Linked DNA regions of Mus musculus: region 2 is linked to region 1. The links are chromatin contacts, called in public Hi-C maps. All regions are on one chromosome and are shown on one strand. The core of a region is the stretch at or near the end of the contact, and the rest is flanking DNA. Distances in the headings are between cores, read along the strand shown. Region 1 overlaps Fam174a (family with sequence similarity 174, member A). Region 2 overlaps St8sia4 (ST8 alpha-N-acetyl-neuraminide alpha-2,8-sialyltransferase 4).

What was found. A called contact is a pair of places that touch in the nucleus more often than the background predicts.
Region 2: a Hi-C map of bone marrow-derived macrophages shows a contact between it and region 1, with 15 read pairs. The contact joins two enhancer-like sites. A contact is called at or near these places in 3 of 484 Hi-C or Micro-C datasets (bone marrow-derived macrophages and myocytes) and 3 of 115 datasets of contacts at active chromatin or transcription factors (the HPC-7 cell line, large pre-B cells and microglia).

The regions. Positions count from the first base shown.
Region 1 is chr1:95,334,339-95,341,538 of GRCm38.p6, reverse strand. It overlaps Fam174a (family with sequence similarity 174, member A), which reads right to left. Exons shown (of 3, transcript NM_026321.4): 3 at 6,255-7,200. Among named protein-coding and RNA genes, the nearest start is that of Fam174a, 24 kb to the right of the region's middle. Within about 2 kb of position 1,723, at least 24 of the 459 cell types and tissues checked have an H3K27ac peak or open chromatin away from gene starts, as enhancers often do. A contact at or near this core is called in the HPC-7 cell line and bone marrow-derived macrophages, where this site is marked.
Region 2 is chr1:95,587,423-95,594,380 of GRCm38.p6, reverse strand. St8sia4 (ST8 alpha-N-acetyl-neuraminide alpha-2,8-sialyltransferase 4) reads left to right here. Exons shown (of 5, transcript NM_009183.2): 5 at 2,417-6,699. The coding sequence ends at 2,699. Among named protein-coding and RNA genes, the nearest start is that of St8sia4, 77 kb to the left of the region's middle. Within about 2 kb of position 4,085, at least 85 of the 459 cell types and tissues checked have an H3K27ac peak or open chromatin away from gene starts, as enhancers often do. A contact at or near this core is called in the HPC-7 cell line and bone marrow-derived macrophages, where this site is marked.

The DNA.
Region 1 (7,200 bases), core at 474-2,973:
GTAAAAAAATATTCCATATGCTTTATACAGGTATGCATGCATCCAGACCTTTAAATGATATATTTTTGTAAAACATATCTTCAAATATTCACAAAATTGAAAATTTTTATAGGATTAAGTTTAAAAATAACAAAAAAATTTCATTGTATTAATTTTTGGAAAAAATACAAGGTTTATATATATACATTCACACATATACGTACATACACACATATACACACATGTGTATATGCATATATATACATACACACATATATATGTATAAATATGTATTATATATGCTATATGCATTATATATATGAATTTTTATTGTACCCTTTTCTTGAATAGAAGTTTTTTTTTTTTTTTCTATTTCTTTTCTCAATTGAACTTGCCTTGGGGACATTATGATCTGTCTTTTGAGTTGTGAGTACAGGAAACTAGGAACGGGCACCCCTATTGGAAACATGACAGGCATATAACTTAAACTCTATCTAAATAGAATAGGACACTATTGTGCGGGGAGAACATGAGATTGTAAGGGTCCAAAAATTGCTGAAGGAAGACCTTAGACTAGGGTATTATGCAAAGCACAGGCCTTCTTAGAGGACATTAGGGGAGTTTTCTAGAAGGATTAGGTAATCTAAAATTTCATTGATGAGTGCTAGAGTGTCACAGGGGTTATAGAAACTTAAGAGTACTTTTTTAATTAGATATTTTCTTCATTTACATTTCAAATGCTATCCTGAAAGTTACCTATACCTACCCTCCCCATCCCCCCACTCCCCAGCCCACCCACTCCAGCTTCCTGGCCTTGGCATTCCCCTGTACTGGGGCATATGATCTTCACAATACCAAAGGCCTCTCCTCCCATTTATGGCCGACTAGGCCATCCTCTGCTACATATACAACTAGAGACACAGCTCTGGGGGGTACTGGTTAGTTCATATCGTTGTTCCTCCTATAGGGTTGCAGACTCCTTTAGCTCCTTGGATACTTTCTCTAGCTCCTTCTTTAGGGGTCCTGTGTTCCATCCAATAGATGACTGTGAGCATCCACTTCTGTATTTGCCAGGCATTGGCATAGACTCAGAAGAGAGAACTATGTCAGGGTCCTGTCAGCAAAATCTTTCTGGAATATGCAATAGTGTCTGGGTTTGGTGGTTGTATATGGGATGGATCCCCGGGTGGGGTAGCTCTAGATGGTCTTTCCTTCCATCTCAGCTCCAAACTTTGTCTCTGTAACTCCTTCCAAGGGTATTTTGTTCCCCATTCTAAGAAGGAGCAAAGTATCCACACTTTGGTTTTCCTTCAAGAGTACTTTTTAAAAAGTTGTTTAGATGGTGTTTTGCTGGAGCAAACACATGAAGGAATGTTTAGCTGAAGTGTACCCAGGTGAACTTCTAAGACAGACTCCTGAAGGGACATTTAGCTAAAGCAAACACAGGAGAAAGGATGTTCTGCTAAAACACACACATGAAAGGACACTTGAAGTATTGTTTTGCTAATGACACACTGGTATTGGTCTGCTTTACCCTATTTGAGCTGCATTTGTCAGGACTTCATAGAGAGAAACACACCAAAAAACTTGTGGTAGGGTGCTGTAGTTTCTTGCTGCCTCTCTGGCCTCAGGCTGATTGGCAGAGTGATGTCAGCTGAGACAGATGCACATGCTAAGTAGGGCAAGACCAGTACTGAAGTAAGACAAATGCTGATGCAAGACCTGTGGAGGACACATGATATTTGGAAGATATAAATAGAACTCACAGGACAGTAATAGAGGCTGAGGTAGACTTGCTAATAGAGCTAGTTGTGCAACACTTGTGGGTCTTGTCTCTTCACTGATCTTTGATTCCCTGAGATAGGAACAGCTGAGAACTTCCTCCTTCTCTCAAAATAAGAAATGTATCAGAGCAAAATACAGTCTTAGGTTGTTTTCAGTAATGTGCAACATTATAACCTTAAGGCAGGGTTCCAGTCAATAGTGCACTTAGAAAATCTTTTAATGACAACTCTGGGACAAAGACAAATAAACAAATAAAGCAAATTCCTATGCATATTGATTTCTGCTAGACAAAAAGCAGGACAGCATCAAGACTCTAAACCCCAAAACAGAGATCACCTCCAGAGAAAACAGAAACCATAGTGATATTGTCTAATGGTATACACTCCAAAGAGAATGAAGGAAGAGGCTCAAGTTTCTATCAACATAAATCAGACTCAGTTATTCAAACTCAAGCATAGGCCTTACAGCTCAGTGTCAGCAGCCTAGAGGATAGAAAAAGTGGCAAATATGCATTCACTAGGGTCCCAACTAGAACCCAGCCAAATAGGTGGCATGTGCTGAGGAATGAGTGTGACAGAAAGAGATAATAATTAAGTGCTGGTTCAACATTACCAGGAAAATAAGTATCAAATGTTTCATGACAAAGTACTAAGTATTAGAGGAGAGAGACAGAATAAGGCATCCAATTTAACAATTAAACATTGTACTAAGCCAAAATGTCACTTAGTGTTCCATAGAAAGACAGCATAGCTACCTCTAGTACCCCAGGCAAAATCATCCTTTTATAATTATTTAAATTTTTAATGAACTTCAAACCCATGTTTTTCCTTTGGACTATTGACTGTTGAAGAGGAAAGGTCATTTGTTTCTTTTGTTTATATTGGTTTTGTTAAAGAGAAACCATGTTTGGGGAATTGTGTTACATTCTGTAAATGCATCCAAACCTATCATCATCCCCTTAAATTCAAATGTATAAATCTTAGTGTTCAATCCAAGCCCTAAATGAGATATAACTTGGGGAATACTGGTTGAAAGATTGGTCTGTTTTGCAGATAAGGAAGTTATAAATTCTGGTGGACAGACAGTCTATGTTAGTGGTCTCCACAAATGGATACCACTGGATTCCTTCTGTGTGTGTGTTTTGTTTCTCCCATGATGAGCATGTGTAGGCTTAGATTTTTTTCAAAACCCACTACTTAGGTTTCTTAAAGACTTCAACCTCCCTTATAAACCACTGACCAGAGGTAGGGGAAGAAGGTCCATAGGCAAAAGCTGTTGTGGACTTGTTTCAGAAGTAGTTCCTTGAGATGATTCTACTCTTCCTTGTCAGATACCAGCAGTCCAATTCAACAGCAAACACCAAATAGTGATCAATAGCAGTGGCACAGTCCAGCAGAAACAAGCAAGGCTTCACCAAATTAACAGGAGTCAGCAGAAGCAGCCAGAATCATCCAGAGTCCCTACGGATCTGTAGCTTTAGTGGTAGAATTTTTTGTTGACTGATTTTTATAACCCAAATAACTAAGTGAATCTCCTCTTTATTTATTGTTGTTATTGTTGTTGTTTTGTTTGTTTTTGGGTTTTTTTCTGGAACAATCTGTAACCCACAGAATGGCAGAATTCTTTGTTTCTTTAAACATGTTCTCTAAAGCATGTTTGTCAAAATTAGCCAACAAAATGTCATCCATGCAACGGTAAATGAAAGACTGGGGAAATTGCTTACAAATTATTCTAATGATTGCAAGACAAAATACTGACATATAGTTAGATTATTTAATATTCCCTGTGAAAGTACCTTCCAATTGCATCTTTTTATTCGACCACTGTTGTTCAGATTATGTACTGAGAAAGTAAACTTTTCACTATCCTGCACATGGAAGGGTACTGTGAAAACAAAATCTTTCTAGTCAATTATAGACCATGATCTAGGGAACAGAGAAGATAAAGGAAGTCCAGGCAGTAAAGGAGCCATTGATTTAATTACTTTATTCATTGGTCTTAAATCAGCTATCATCCTCAATTTTCCTCTTTTTTTTTTTTTTTTTTTTTTTTTTTATACAACAGGAGGATTTTCCATGGGCTGGTAGACCCTTCTATATGTTGAGACTCCAGCTGCTCTTGTACCAGTTATTCAAGTATCTACAATTTTTCTTTTGTTATGGGCTACTGCTCTTGCCACATAGAGGTCTGTTTGATAACTACAAGACTGTTGGCATGTCAGCAGTGGCCCCTTTTATACACTTGAAAACTCAATCCCTGTGATGTCCTGTGTTTCAACAATGGGCACAGTTTATGACTGTTCTCAATCACCTGTTATCAATACCTTCCCCAGAAGCATCTACCGCATCATCTCCAGTTTCCTTATTTGCTCTCTCCCAGAAATGCAGGGATATTAATTTGAGTACCACATTGTTGTGAAAGATCCCTTACCCATACATTTTTGGGTATGTCAGCTACATACGGTCTCAATTTCCCTTTGCCCTTTGGGTCGCAGGTAACCCACTGGACATTTTGTCTTATTTGTGACAATTTAACAATCCTAATAAACATGTTTAAACCTTCTGTAGGGAGCAATCTGGATTCCAAGACTTTGGGAAAAATATACTAACTTCAGCTCCTGTATCCACCAAACTTTCTATTTCAACACCATTCATTTGTACCATTAATTTGTGTCTCTGATCATTAACCACTGTTTCCCAGAACACTTACTTTCCAGGATTCACCAAAGCCCCTGTTCTTTCTGCTGGACGTAAGGAAACAACTCCTGAGCAATTCTACTCCTTGCTTAAATATGCATCTCCTTTTTCACATATGCCATGATTCAAATTTCTTCCTTGCAATCTCAACCTACTATACCTAAATGCACAATAAATTATTGAGAAATTAAGCTACTTCTTCTCAAGATTGTCCCTACTGTCCCTACTGGTAAAGGACCATAAATACTGGTGGTAAACTTCTAACGTTCAACTTTTGGGGATAGTGTTAAGAGGTGTATCTGTGGCCAGACCAAACCTGCACTTCTGTAGCATGTATAAGATCAGAAATAGTTTTGATTTTCTTGTCAGCTTGGTACCACATGGATGACCAGTGGAAGATGGCTCATATTGTTGCAGGGCCTCGAGCTAACAGGCCCCTTGGTTTGTTTCCTAATGGCGAAGGATTACCTCGTATGTCTCTTGGAGCTACAATCCTTAGACCCATGCTTGCCCTTTCCAGAGTCACTACAATACCCTGGAAGCCTTTGTGTTTCATAGCAGCCAGAGCCTACTTGTTCTCTTCCACAAATACCCTATCTTCCACATCTGCTACTTTGAGCTCCAAATCTGGTAACCTTAAAATTTCTTTGGAAATGGCCAAATTCACCACAGTTAAAGCATCAGACATTTTTTTGTTTTGTTTTGTTTTGTTTTGTTTTGTTTTGTTTTGTTTTCCGAGACAGAGTTTCTCTGTATATCCCTGGCTAGCATCAGATATTTTGATTCCTGAGACTTCTAGCTATGGCTTGCCCTATCATATTGGCATGAGACTTCTGAAACCAAAACAAGTCGACTCTCTTTTTTCATTTATCTATCAGGGTTCCTCATGCTTGCAATAGTCTGATTGCTCTCTTACTTTCACTATTTGAATTTCAAATGCCAAAATCTCTATCAATGACTCTGGTTTCAGGGTCTGATATGGCTCTCCTGCAGCTCCTCAATCCTATCCCAAGGTATTAAAATTACAACATGATGTTCAATTATGACCTCATCTGAGTGATTTGTTCTCATAGGCTAGTATAACGACCCTTCACCAAGCAGTTGGTCTTTAGCAACACTTATCCCCCTTGCTATATTACGTTGTTCTAGTTCCATGGCTTCTTGCCTCCATTATGACAACCATTGTCATGAGAAGTTCTTTGGTGTATTTCTAGGAAGTGAAGACCAAGGAAGACCATCAAAGACCAGCAAAGTGTTGCATGGTGTAGCAATGCAAGAGCATCCTCTCACTGTTTGTGGGGTTCCATTTATGTTCTTTCTAAACATGTTCTCAAGTGTTTGCTTTTATCACATGCTCTCACAAGACAGTTTCCAGAAAAACATCACATGATTCAACTGAGTTGTTAAAAGAATACAGAAATTTCCATTTCAATCATGTAGATTGTAGTTTCTTTCCCTTGGTTCTAAATTAATCTTAGTGACAGGCTTAATGAATAGAATGTGTCAGAGCCAATATCACACACACCTGAAATGAAATCCTAAGATAGGTGGCTGTTTTTCACATTTACCTTAGGATGATTTTCAGAATCCAGTTGCTAAATTCATGTTAAGCACTATAATTGACCTCTTCACAAACTGTCAGCATATGAGTAAGCTGCTTTGGAGTCTCAGTCAAGGTAAAACTTAAGATGAGCACAACCCCAGCCACAGAATGATGGTGCCACATAACCTCAGTGGACAGCCAGCAGAGCTTCTCAATATAAGGAGAGAATGTGGCAACTAGAACGCTGTTTTAGTATGTGAAGTTTTGAGTTTTATTTGAAATATTACAGGTCTGAGTTATACTTAAATATACAACCATTTTTCTTTTTATCTTTTTCTCATTCTGAGAGGAGATTTTATTGTGGCCTTGTTGAATGAGAGTAGCCTCAAGGTTGGCTTTAGTCAGTAACAAATTAATTCATCATCATGAAGCAGAAGTCTATAAAAGAGCCAAGTTTAGCTTTTGAGGTAGATTTTTTAAACCAGCTTTACTACAGAGAAACTGTCAAACACAGTAGAAGTAGACATCATAAAGTTGATGTTAATAAATAACAACATCCTTGTAAACCAGTATGACTCGGGATCATTCCATTTTGTCACACATTTCAATGACCTCACTGATGCTAACAAGCAATGGAGTTTTCTCTAAGTTTTCTTCTAAATTTTAAAATATGTAAAAATCAGACCTGGGTGGGAATGGATTTGTTGCAAGATAATGCTAGTCTCTAGATAAAATCCTGACTTCGAAGTCTACAGATGAAAATTTTCAATCTCTTGATCTCTGACAAGACTCAGACTTATAACCATGCAATCTATATTAACTCTCTCTCATTATACTACAAATGTATTTGAAATTCATAGATTTCCAAAAATATCTAATCTCTAGCAAGATAGTCAACCTTCTTTGTCTGATTCTTCCTTGACCTCAAACTCAGAGATCCACTGAGACACTATAGTCAAGGAAACATATGTTTTGGACTCAGTATATAAATATAAAACACATGTTAATATATAATTATGCAGTATTTATTTTATAAACACATTCTATCTGTACCACTTAAATAATTTTAAATCATATTTATTCTTTTTCATACTTTAGCACAGACAATTATTACTACTTACAAACTCAAAAATAACAGTAGATTTGGCTCTTTCTCCATAAAAACGGGAAAAAGTTTAGTAGAATTGTATTTATTCA
Region 2 (6,958 bases), core at 2,836-5,335, 250 kb before region 1:
TCACCATGCAGGTACATATAAGCATTTGCCCTGATTTTAAAGATGAAAGATAGACTGATACCTTGAGAATGTCATACCTTTTATTTTGAGGCTACTCAACCACTCTCCTCCATTCCCCTGTGTCCCACCTCCTTATTTCACACCCCTACAATCTTGGTCCTTATTAAAAACCAACTAACCAACCAACCAACCAACCAAACAAACAAACAAACAAACAAAAAGACATGTGAGCCTAATTTGTGTTATCAGCTGCCAAGCATGTCTTATTTTGTCACCTCATCGTTAAATGCTATTTCTATATTGAAGAAGAATAATAGTAATTTCCTTCATAGGGCCTCCCATTTGTCTAGTCTTGTGTTCTGGACCCCATGTATGAAATTTTATCCCATGACAATTGTGTCATTATTGCCTTGTTGGGCATGTCTTCCAAAGGCAGTTACTGTAAATTCACAAGGCTTACAGTTTAGTAAGATGATTCTAGTAGTCTCTTCTGGTAGGATGAAGATTACCTTTCAGTTCAACACTACGAAAGCTAGCCTGTAGGGCTAAGTTTTGAGATAGTGCCAGCTTGATTGCTCCACACTATATAATTCTTCAACAGAAATAGTGTTTTATTGTAAAGTTCTTGTGGGTAATCAAGAACAAGGGCAACAGCTTATAGTGTTGAGAGGTTGATGAGACCACAGTAGCCCAGCAACTCCAAAATGTAACCCATTCTTTGCACTTGGTCATTGTATTTCTTAGCCTTGTTGTGTCTAGTTGGGGGTTGATGCCACCACACTATAAAATGATTTATGTTAGCTATTTTTATGTGCTTTATGCATGTAGCTTGGCAGTCTTGTATAACTTTAGATTTTATCATTTAAATAAGCTTTTAGCTTTAGTTTATCCATCCCATATTTCCTCAACTGGCTTTCCATATATACTTTTACCTTTTCTGTTCTATTATTTCTGGACACCATCAGTTGACTAAATGGGAAAAATTATTATCACTTACATATCTGGCAGAGGATTAGCATCTAGACATACATACAAGCAAAAATAAGCTCATATTATTTTAAATTAAATAAAAACTTTAAAAAAGAAAACTAGAAAATCATAATAAAATATAAAGTAACACATTAAAAGAAACAATGGGAACTGCCTCTTCATATTTGGAAGGCAGGACATATTTCTAAACTTTTGAAATTATAGCAAAAGCAATAATAAAAATTTAAAAAATGTAATTTATTAAGTGTTCTGTATTTGATCAAGACACATTTATAGTCACAGGAAATTCGCACTCTTCCTCTTTTAGTTGTTTTCACATGACATCATTTTCCTTAAGGAAATGATGTGCCCAAAAGTGCTGGAGATCCCCTTTCCTCTAAAGGTGATTATTATCTGTGGGTTTGTATAATATTCAGGCCAGCAAAATTTGGCAAGTAAGATGGATCTGAGAATTTTGAAGTATTTTATTGTTGTTACAAGTTAATATTATGAAATACATTTCACCATGGGGATACATCTTACATACTTAAGCTGAAATTCATGGTCTCACAGAAGGTTCTGGTTAATAAATAATGGGTCACAAAATAAACAAAAGGACAGGAATGTGGGCAAAGGACCTGAATGGAGGACTAAGATGGCATAGGAGGGATGAAGAAAAGAGGGTGGGGTAAGAGAAAACAGAAAGCAGCATACATGTATTAAATTACCAGGGAACATTTTACCAATAAAGAATTTTAAAATATCAAATAATATATAGTGAACTCTATTAATTTATTATAAAAATAGATTTTATTTGTCTTAGTGTTTTTGTTTTGTTGATATAATGCTTTAAATTTTCTCTATTAAAATATGGTTTTATGATTGGAGTTGAAAAGGTCAGTTGACATAATTTGAGTTAAGCATTCATTTGGCTCTTTTTGGGTCTTTGAGAATGGTTTTGTGTAAGCTTGAGGGTGGAGGTCAATGCTGGATGCTGCTACCATAGAAAAAATGATCAATGAGACTCAAGAATCCACCTCCCTCTGCATACCATGCCAAGGCTGTCATGTGACATCTGACGATCAAATCTGGAGTCATTGATGTTGTGATTTTCAATGACATTTACATCATTATGTAAATATTCTACTCAGAATGTTAGATACAAGTTTATTTCTGATTAATTTGGAATTGCATATTCTAGAATAGAATTAACCTATGCTTTCATGTCCCTTAGCTGTTTTTATGGAATGACAAATATATAAGGAGATAAAAGATAATGCAGAAGTATAAAATTTTCTATCTACATATATGCTACTTTTCAGTAACCACTGAAAAGTTTATTCATATTTATACATTGTGTTTGCTACATGATATGACTTTTATAGAATGTGCTCTTGTATATTACTATGAATTTTCTCTGTTTTACTTTTGTTTTTGTTTCTTCTAGATACTGGCTGACTAACAAAGTTCCTATCAAAAGACCTAGCACAGGTCTCCTCATGTATACACTTGCCACCAGATTCTGTGATGAAATTCACCTTTATGGATTCTGGCCATTTCCCAAGGATCTGAATGGAAAAGCTGTCAAATATCATTACTATGATGACTTAAAATATAGATACTTTTCCAACGCCAGTCCTCACAGGATGCCATTAGAATTTAAAACATTGAATGTGCTACACAATAGAGGAGCTCTAAAACTGACCACAGGAAAGTGCATGAAGCAATAAGGCACACTTTGGAGGATAAAAACTGAACACAGACTTTGTTTTTTTAAGATGCTTCTGGAGATTTAGAATCAGGATCCAAAATAAGGCTGGGATTCAGCATCCACCACTTGACTGAGTAGCTGAAATGGAAGTCTGTGTGAATTCACCACCAGCTGATGAAAAACCTGCAAAGTGCTCTGACTACAACATATTCTGACTTCAAGGGTCCTAGTAAGTGCCACTTCCATGAAGAATACAGTTTGAATGTATTATCAGTAGTGTTTACAAGATTCAACAGTGCACTCAACATCAGTTAGCAAAGCAAACATGTTCATCACTGTGGGGCAGCCACTGTAATGCCAAGCACACTGGAAGAGGAACCCAGGAGCACAGCTCAGCCCTTGGGACTTGAAAACATCCTTAGTAGAAATGAAGAAGGAGAGAGTTCAAGCAGTGAAATCCATGACATGAAGCAACTTGAGGAAACGCTTTCAGTCAGGACACTGAGAATGGTCATGTTTACGTTTTGCTTATATTTCTTGTTTGTCTTCTGACATTTATTTTGGTTTGGGTTTGGGTGCTTAGAAATTCATTTGAGATACAGAAATGGGAAACACATGTGAATGAGAAAAACGAACATCAAACAGTCCTTTCTAAAGTCCTTATATATTTTTAAACAACAGTCACACCAAACTTATGCTTGTTCGTTTGTTTGTTTGTTTTACTTTGCACAACTCTAAATCTCTGGATTATAGATCAATGGTGTAGTGGGTACCAGCCAAACTATACCACTCGATATTAGTAGACTATTATGAAGGAGTGATATTTGAAAAATGGTAAAAATAGCAGAAAAGTTTCACTCTTGGTACCAAAGATTATATCATGTTCCTACACAGTAAGCCACTCTCCTGTTATAAAGAGAATATATTATTAACATGAACACATTTATATGAAGTTAATAGGAAACTCAGCTCTACACAGTTAAAAATTTCAAGTTCAAACATTACTTTTAATTTACTTCTTTGACATTTCATCATAATTTTGTGGAAATCCATGGCCAGGTAGATTGTTGGATTGAAGTAGCTGAAATGAGACTTCTCATTCAGTAAAATCTTCTTGGCTATTCAGGTGCAGAGATCAATATGAAGCACTTACTATTATTTTAAAATTTCTCTCCACAAAATAAGATGATTAACTGAGTGTTGTTTTCATAACAGGTAATTAATTCAAAGCAGTTTAACAATAACACATCAACAATACGTCAAATGAATTCAGTTAACAAGGATTTTTCTGTAGTTAAGTACAGTTCCATTATGACTGCATTTTTTAAAACAACATGAACTTACTCATAGAGTGACTTACTGACTTACATACGTGACTGAATTGACTGGTGGCCAGGCTTTCTGTTTCTTTTGAAAGCAGAACTATATTCTTACTTCTGCTTTTGCCTGCAGCAATTTAACATGACTTCCTGTTTCTTGGGGAAGGCAATCAGAAGAAAGCAGAAATGGCATGAAAAATGTGTATGTTTTGTTTTTCTAAGTCAGGCAATCTAAAATGAATGAAGAGCACAGCAAAGGTATACATATATATTATATATGTATTCATATTCTGGACAAGGATAGTCATGTAGTACAGTTACCAAATTTTTAATATTAGCTGCAGTGTTTTTTAAAACAGTGATAGAATCTCAGGATAAAAATAACAGTTTCTGAGAATCCATGTATCTATCAGAAAGGAAAAGAGAATGGATATGGGCATTTCATAACCAGTATATACCTTTATCATTAAATTTCATTTTTATTTCGCAATTCAATACATTTAATAAAAAGTGTTAAATATGTGTTATGTAGATGTTAAATTGAAAGTCTAATACACTGGATGTGTGATCATTGGATAATATATAAAACTTATTTTGAACTCTATGCAGATCTGTGTTCCCACCAACAGCTAACATGAATTCCTTAGAAATCCAGAGGTTGCAAGTAAATTCTGGCAAGTAAATTCTATCTTGGCACTCATTCAAAGTATGTATCTGAAAGCAGCAGCATACCATCTTGACTGAAATTTTAAGAAGGGAAAAAAAGATGTGTTTAAACAACATTTTGGCCACAGCAAGCACAGCTTAGCCATTCACTTTTGCATGCATTGATGTCTATCTCTTACATGCATTGAGTAGTGCCTTTTAATGTCTTTGCATTGATTCTTCACCCTCTGCTTTGTGTTTCCTAAATGCTTGCCCAGTTAGAGAAATGTTCAGTATCAAAAGGGCTTCAGATTTGAGAGATAACTACTTTTGTTCATCTCAGGGAACTTTCAGTACATAAGAATGGATTCAATTAAAGACATTTAGCACTCAAAGAGGAAATATTGTGTGAGATTATTTCATCCTCACACACACACCCTTTCATTTGCCATCACTGCTCAATCCCTATCACGGCTTTCTTACAGGAGGAAGGCAAGGAGAGAATTGAAGACTAACAGTAGAGAAAAGAGTTAGGACTTAACACACATGATGGCATAAGGAATCATAACAAAATCAAATTATAAGCATATACTTGAACTATCTGTGATTTCCTTAATATGGTATGCTAACAGCTTTATTTGTTTTATTTCCTTTTTCTAATGTTTTAATCATGCACTTGGGAATACCCAGGTAGCTGACTGTGAAATATCCCAGTCACTGAGCTAACATGATTGCTACTGTGCTTTTGACATGAACAGACCATGGAAATATTTTCATCATTGCTACTCAGCATAAACTATACTTAATAAAAAGTTGTTGAAAGAAAACATGAATCAATAATAGATTTTCAGAGCAAATCTAGTGATTCAGCCCACAGGACCAATGAAAGTACTGTGGAAGCTTTCCTCACTTAGAGAAGGTGCTGGGCATTCAAATGTCTTCATGTGTTGTATTTCATATGAGCTGTATATCAATTGTTAATGAAAATCTCCACATATATCCTTACAGAAATGCTTTATTCAAGAAATGCTAAGGGTAGTGTACAGACAAGTGATTTACTCAGTTACTATTCAAGAAAGGGTAAGCAAAGTAATTTATTTATAGTTGTGCCAGTTAGTCATAATACATATTATGTGATATTTGGTTCACAGAGTTGTTTTCATGTGATTATTATGAGGACTATCTATAGTTGTGGAAGGGGGATGGAAAAGTTGTGTATAGTTAGCTGGTATCTCTACAAGTTTGAGAGTTTCCCCATTAAATGTTATCAATATACCAAGGTTTTAATAAAAACAAGTAAGGTTAATTATTTGTATTTGATAAACAAACTCCAAATACAACCCATCTAGAAATAGATATTTTATTATATATGTGCTATAAATATATCTATATAGTACAAATAGAAATGTGTGATGCATATATACCATGTTATATATGTATATCTGTGTGTACACACTGATTCTGTAATATGTGCACAACTAGATGTGTGTTATATTGATATCTTCAGGGTCTGCACTGTGAACTGCCCTGGAGATCATGGCCACTTTAAAAACAGAAGTTCTTTTGAAACTTCATTTACTACTCTGCTTTAAGAAAGACCTACTTTGTAGCTGAATTATATGTTCTTTCCTAGAGTAATAGTAAGCAGCTAGTATGTTCAAATCTTTCAAAACAAAAGTCAAGGAAAAAATATCTTCAAGCTGGCAATGTATTTATTTAAATTGCGGTTTTTTGATTGTTGGTCTAGGTTGTGTGTTTCTCTTTTATGTAGCGCCTTTTAAGAAATACTGGGGTTTTTTTGTGTGTGTGTGTCGGTGAAAGCACAAGTGTTTTTGATGTATATAGCAAGAAGAGAAAAAAGTTTCCAGATAGCTTTGCTGCATAGGATAATTGCTACTGAGCCTTTCTTATACCATCTGTGGAAAGGAAGGATGAAGCTTACTCTGTAGGTTCATTCTGATCAACAATATCTTCTGTTGTTTGTGCATAGCAATGGACTATTACTGCTTTATCATTTGTACAATTGTAAAATAAATTAAATTACTTGTTTTTCAATTTTTTTCTCTTATCTTCTATATCTACGCCTTCGACTTCATGGCATATGTCAATATGGGGTGGCTGCATTTATGAAGGTTTCATTACTGCTTAAGTCTTTTCCAATTTCAGCCTCACTCACAATTAGTTTAAACATTTATTTCAAATGCACTCATGGATGTATAAGTAATTTCAATACCAGCATGAATATCAGGCAGCACTCAAAAGTTTGGGGGTGGAATATTTTCTGTGTGCTTTGGAGTCTGGGGCCTTCACTACA